2 separate regions of the Cyprinus carpio genome follow, and region 1 is linked to region 2. The links are chromatin contacts, called in public Hi-C maps. All regions are on one chromosome and are shown on one strand. The core of a region is the stretch at or near the end of the contact, and the rest is flanking DNA. Distances in the headings are between cores, read along the strand shown. Region 1 overlaps ankrd11 (ankyrin repeat domain-containing protein 11). Region 2 holds the start of spg7 (paraplegin).

What was found. A called contact is a pair of places that touch in the nucleus more often than the background predicts.
Region 1: a Hi-C map of skeletal muscle shows a contact between it and region 2, with 4 times the contacts expected there. The contact joins the enhancer-like site here to the promoter of spg7 in region 2. A contact is called at or near these places in 8 of 8 Hi-C or Micro-C datasets (liver, red blood cells and skeletal muscle).

What each region holds. Positions count from the first base shown.
Region 1 is chrB7:36,848,175-36,851,095 of ASM1834038v1, reverse strand. It overlaps ankrd11 (ankyrin repeat domain-containing protein 11), which reads right to left. Exons shown (of 13, transcript XM_042728495.1): 5 at 1,312-1,485; 6 at 1-56. Among protein-coding and RNA genes, the nearest start is that of slc22a31, 19 kb to the left of the region's middle. Within about 2 kb of position 1,570, at least 1 of the 8 cell types and tissues checked has an H3K27ac peak or open chromatin away from gene starts, as enhancers often do. A contact at or near this core is called in skeletal muscle, where this site is marked.
Region 2 is chrB7:36,728,140-36,731,010 of ASM1834038v1, reverse strand. spg7 (paraplegin) reads left to right here and starts at 1,560. Exons shown (of 18, transcript XM_042728494.1): 1 at 1,560-1,730; 2 at 1,851-2,186; 3 at 2,475-2,574; 4 at 2,718-2,801. The coding sequence starts at 2,013. It overlaps ankrd11 (ankyrin repeat domain-containing protein 11), which reads right to left and starts at 912. Exons shown (of 13, transcript XM_042728495.1): 1 at 193-912.

The DNA.
Region 1 (2,921 bases), core at 321-2,820, 120 kb before region 2:
GTTTGGCGTTCCCTTCTGACCCAGACTTGACTGCGACTGGTGCTTTGGTGTTGTGTCTGAACAAAAATATCAGTATTAACAGCAATTACTTATAAAAGTGGTTCTCAACCATGTGGGCTGGGGCACTCTATGGGATGGTCACAAGATGGGATGGGAATTTCTCAGTAATTTCTATAATAAAAATAATTATGCTTTTTGCAAGTAAAAATATTTCTAAAAATCTTTATCCAGTAATCAAGAAAAACTAAAAAAACAAGTCAACTTGTTGAAAAAGGGTATTGTTCCAAAAAAAAAAAAACACCCAGTTCTTGAGTTCCTAGCTTTGTAATCATCGACTGAAATATAAGAGGAAACATTAACCTACACAGAGTAGGGGCTTCAAACACTGTCTTCAACACAAGAGGGTCTTGGAGTCAAAAAAGTTAAGTTCCACTGATTTGAGCAACTGACTGGCTTTTGTTTGCTCTGACCTCAAGGTGGCAGTCTTGTACAACAAACATGCCAAATGACACCTCCTGCCTGCGTTACACCTTTTGACTAAAGTATGCAATTTCAACAGAATTTCACATCTCAGATTTGGATGATATTGTCAATAACAAAATTAAAGCACACTGAGGAACTATTCAGTTTGTAAACAAGGTAATTTATTAATGACCCCAGGGAAGACAGAGCTACTACATATAGCTACACTAAGTTTCTATTTTCAGACACTTACATTCAGAACAACATAAAGAGTATGCACAACAATAGCTGGCATGCAAAAGTGCTCTGCAGGGGTGGGGTTAGGGGTATTTCCTGTAGGCTTTTGTTTTGGAAAAATAAATCTGGTGAACTATTTGAAGAGGAAGAGCTAAAGTTTTGTAATCTAATAGACATGCATACTTAAACTTTATGGAATACCATTAGTCTATCTTAGAAAACAAACTGACAACAGACGTTTGAAATAAATGCAACGCAATCAATCCAGGGTTTTATTTTTCTCAAGCTCCAACATTAGAATGCATAACCACCCTAGCCAATTCAATCAAATCTGAACAATTCATATCGAGACAGTACAACCAAGTCCCTTGTTGCTCTATCAACAGTCCTGGAGGGCTGATGAACAACAGTGGATTAAGATTGCAGAGGTTCATTCCACTGAAGTAATGGAAATTGATGAGGGTTATCTTGTTTAATTGAATTCTAATTAAGTGCTGTGGTGTGTGTTTAAATGAAGAATAGCGTGAAAGTGCAGCAGGGACAGTGGAAGCTACTGAAGCCATTGGGCCCGCTCACAGCCCCCGAGACGTGGCGCCCATGACAAACACGCACCTGGACTGTTTACGGACTCCTCCGCCGTCATCTGCATGAGAAGAGCCACCTGCTGCCGCTCTGAGAGGGGGTACCCAGCCCGGATCCCTGGCATGCCCATCCCAAATGGCAGGCCTGACTTCCTGGTGTTAGTGGGCTCTTTTTTAATTCGCTTCCGCTCTGGACCTTGTTTTTCTGTTGAGGAGAAAAAGGGGCATATTAACCCACAAACCAGCGTTATACACACTTGTGAAAAGACACAATATCCTCGAACATGCCATCCTTAGAAGCCCAAAGGTCAAGTGAAGCCTTGGGTAAATTCCCAGCCGCTTGGCCCATGTGAAAGTCTGCTGGTGGCAGCAGCCATGGTGTGAGATTACCCAAAAGCCTCATGGGGAGGGAGGGGTCCTCCGATGCCATTCTAGCATGTGTGTGTGTGTGTGTGTGTGTGTGTGTTTCTTTAAGGCTATGACTTGGCAGCCTGTCACCGATTACAAAATGGCCGGTGTTCACATTTCAATGTGGCTGAGGCAAGGTCAACGCTGCGTTTGAACAAAAGCAGCTGTTCTTCACAGAAACACCCATCAATTATTCTCAGTATGTCAGTGTCAACATATCTGCCTTACAATGCGGCCGTCCGGTTCTTTACAGCCGTCTCACCCGAACTATCGACTTACAGCGGGAGAGCCATCTTTGTGTTTGCCAGTTTCCACTGCGACATCCCCAAGCCTCAAACTGCACAAACATACCCAAATGTCACACAGGCATTCCTGTGCCATTAACACCAATAAAAATCCAACGAGGTACAACAATCCTGTCATCTAGATTTCTGCTCTTGTCTAATCTATGGAAGATCTACAAGCCAGCTTGTTGTTCCCAACATAGTGATTTGCTTAAGGCCACAAGCATAATTTATAGGGAGAGGACGCCAGACACAAATGCTTCCAGCAACAAAGATCTTTCCAGGAATTATTCTTTACGGTTTTGGGCTGATGAATTTTTGCTAACACCTGTAAACACTTACGTTTAATGTACCCAACCACTCAACAATCAAAAACACAAACGGACTACACATGATTAAAAAATACAAACAAACCAAAAAAACAAATAACTGCACTAATAGAACTGCTCTGAAAGTCACTTCCTGAGCATTTTACCATTTCATTTGAGTAAAAACTAGCATCATATCATATACACACAGAACTGTAGGAAGGTGTTCACGGCAACCTTGCACAACCAAAAACATTATTTTTTTGTAAAATACTGATTGAGAAAAAAAAAAAAAAAAATGGATTGTGAAATTGTTTAAGTTTCATGATTTTAATTAATGAGAAATTATTTTTGATTAATAAAATAAAATTGAACCATTTAAAAGGAGTCAGAAAATGTTAAATGGACAAAAAATAGAATCCAGGAAAAAAAAAAAAACGGAATTTGGGACACTCCAAACCATTAGTATTTAAAAAAGCAGATATACTAGGAATTTGGGACAAAATTAAACTGATTTCATAGGGCCCTAAACAGACCATGTGCACAAAAGCAGATATACTAGGAGCACAAATCACCAACATAAAACACTTAAATTGAATGTTTCTTACAGGTTTAACTGACTTGTATCATTGCCGAAAACC
Region 2 (2,871 bases), core at 311-2,810:
ATGCATATATTTTGAGCAATACGCCAACATTTCCTTGACTTCGGGGTGGGGGAGGAAAACAAACTCCCGTTAGCAACGGAGCTAAAGCCGTTAGTGGACTAACCGTGAAAGTCGACGGCGGAGAGGACGTACAGAGGTTTCCCGACACGAAATGGCTTTCAAAAGAGTAAAGGGACGTTTCAAATTGCTTACCTTCTTCAAAACGTGAGCTACATCTACAAAATTATACTTGGTATTCCCTCCCGATGCTTGTTTTTCCCATTTGAGGCCTTCTGCTTCAGCGAGCTCCGATGCGGGAACATCCGAGGCGCGCGACGCTCATCGCAGTCCGCGCTCGCGCCAGCGTGCTAAGCTAATCACTGATAACCTCCTCCAAAAATGCGATGATTAAAATCTCTCAGGGCTCCGATAAACTGGTAAGAGAAGGGATTATAAACTCTCCATCCGCCCCTTTAAAAGTCCACGGGTCTCAGTGACGTTAAGTTTGCTGATTTGGCTTGATTTCAGGTGTAAAATAAAATTCCGCTTTAAGTTAATCCTCTCCGTCCGACTCCTTCCGAACAGTCTCGATCGGCCTTTGACTCGCGCTGACGAAGAGCGGACGCGAGGCGTTGATACGCGGACTGTGATAGGCTGACGCGTATGGGCGGTCACTGTTTGTTCCCCGTTGCAACGGCGAAACTGGCGCCATTGTGGTTCTTGCCAGGGACGCTTCCGGTTTTCTTTGGCGACCTCGAGCCGTAATGGCGGAGACAGTGGCATGTTTTTGCGAGCTCCATTTGAGTGAGAGGAAAATGGAGAGCCTGCTTGGGTATAACTTGTGTAGTAAAGTTGTTTGCTTTTTTTTAAGTAACGAGTGAACAGTTCTACCGGAATTGTTTTTCCTTATCCCGTTTTAATTGAGACTGATCTGAAACACCAGTTTATTTCTATCTACAGCATACTTTATAAATAGTATAAACTGTTTGTCGGTGACGGATTGCGATATCATCAGCCACAGCACGATTTGCTTTCTTTGACTGTTGTCTGGTAAATGTATAGTAGATGGGTTTGTTTTTGTTTTAATTTCGATTTGACGTCACAAGCCTCAGGACTGACACCGATTTCTTGCGATCAGAATTTGACGTCACAAGCCTCAGGACTGACACCGATTTCTTGCGATCAGAATAACGCAATGGCTCCCTCTATTGAAAATATCTTAAACTAGCTGTCTGAGATATATCCTCTATTCTCGACCATCTTATTACACTCAGGTGTTCTGCCCTCACTTCGTATCCTAACATAAAAAAAAAGCTGACTAGTGCGACATGACTATCAACATGACTATATATATATCTTAATAATGACTAATGATTTATCTTGCCTATGAGACCGTAACTATATATATATCTAAATAATAACTAATTTTAAAACATACAAATCCTAAAAAACAATAAACATGACTATATATATATATTATTCCAATAAAACTAAATACTAATGATTTATCTTGCCTATATTTCTGCGCTATAACTATATTATATTTATTTTTCCACTATAACTAAATTTTAAATATCAGATTACAGTCGCTGTCTTTGCGCATGCGCAACTAGAACTGTTTGTAGTTTTTTGGTTTCGTAAACATGCAAGGAGAACTACATTTCCCGTCAGCCGGTGCTCGAGCTGTTTCCGTTTTGATTGGCTGATTCCGAAGGTGAAAGTTGAACAGACATGTTTTTCAAGCCCGCACGGTAAACGTCATTAAAGTTCACGGCTTTAGTAGTCAGTACAGCTTTGTAATTGTATAATTGAAGACCGTTTTGTATTAAAGCATTGTATTTGTTCTGTATATGTGTGATATATTCGAACAGGAGACGCGCTCAGCAGCTATATTTGGCTGTGTTGGATAAGACCTGCAGGATCACAATGACAGATGCATGATAGCACCTCTTAGGGAGGTCACATTAAAGACTGCCATTTGTTTTGGTTTAGTATGTTTATGATCCAAGCGACGCGATAAACCAGCATTAAGCATGGCAGCGCTACTTTTGCAGCGTGGAAGCAAATGTTGCGACAAACGGGTTTGGTCGCTATATTCTCGTTTCAGCTGTTTTCAAACCTACAAAAAACTCCTGGAGAGCAGTGTGACTTCATACTTGCCTTTAGTGACTCCTAACAAACGAGGTCTAAAATCAGGACATGTTCAGGTGGGTTATTCAAACGTCGACCAAGCATTATGTAAACTATGTATGCTACGAATTTATGCTATCCTATGAACAGTAATGTTAAGTATATGTGGGGCAGCTTGCACATAATGTGCAATAAATTAGTCCATTATCTTTGATATATTTATTTAGTCTTTTGGTATATTTTTTGGTATAATTTGTTATTTTTTTTCTTGAGAAAACAGAGCAGATGAATCATCATAATAGCTAAAATCTCTATGATTATGCATGAGCATGACTGTGATTGACCAGGTTGCCATTGTTTCACAGAACATTTTGACAAGGCCTTTAATCCCGAGGCTTATTGGACTTGAGTTCCACTGTCGCCACAAATTGGTCACAAATCCTGTGAAACTTTGGAAACTATTAGGTAAGTTTGAAATTTAGTAAGTAATTAAGTTTTTTGTTTTGGCTGGACAGAGTTGTGATGCAGAACTTTTGATTTTTGAATCTTAATGCTTTTTCTGAATTATGTTGCATGGCATAATGCAAATATGTTTCCACATCTGTCAGGCACTACTCACTATTTCAGCACATCCAACCGAAGACATGAAAAGAAAGAAGGTGAAAAAGGGAAGACCCCAGAGGAGGATGAAGGTATTTTCTGAATGTTTGAAACCATAGTTTACAAACTGCTTTCTAAATGCATCTTATTGTGAATGGTTTG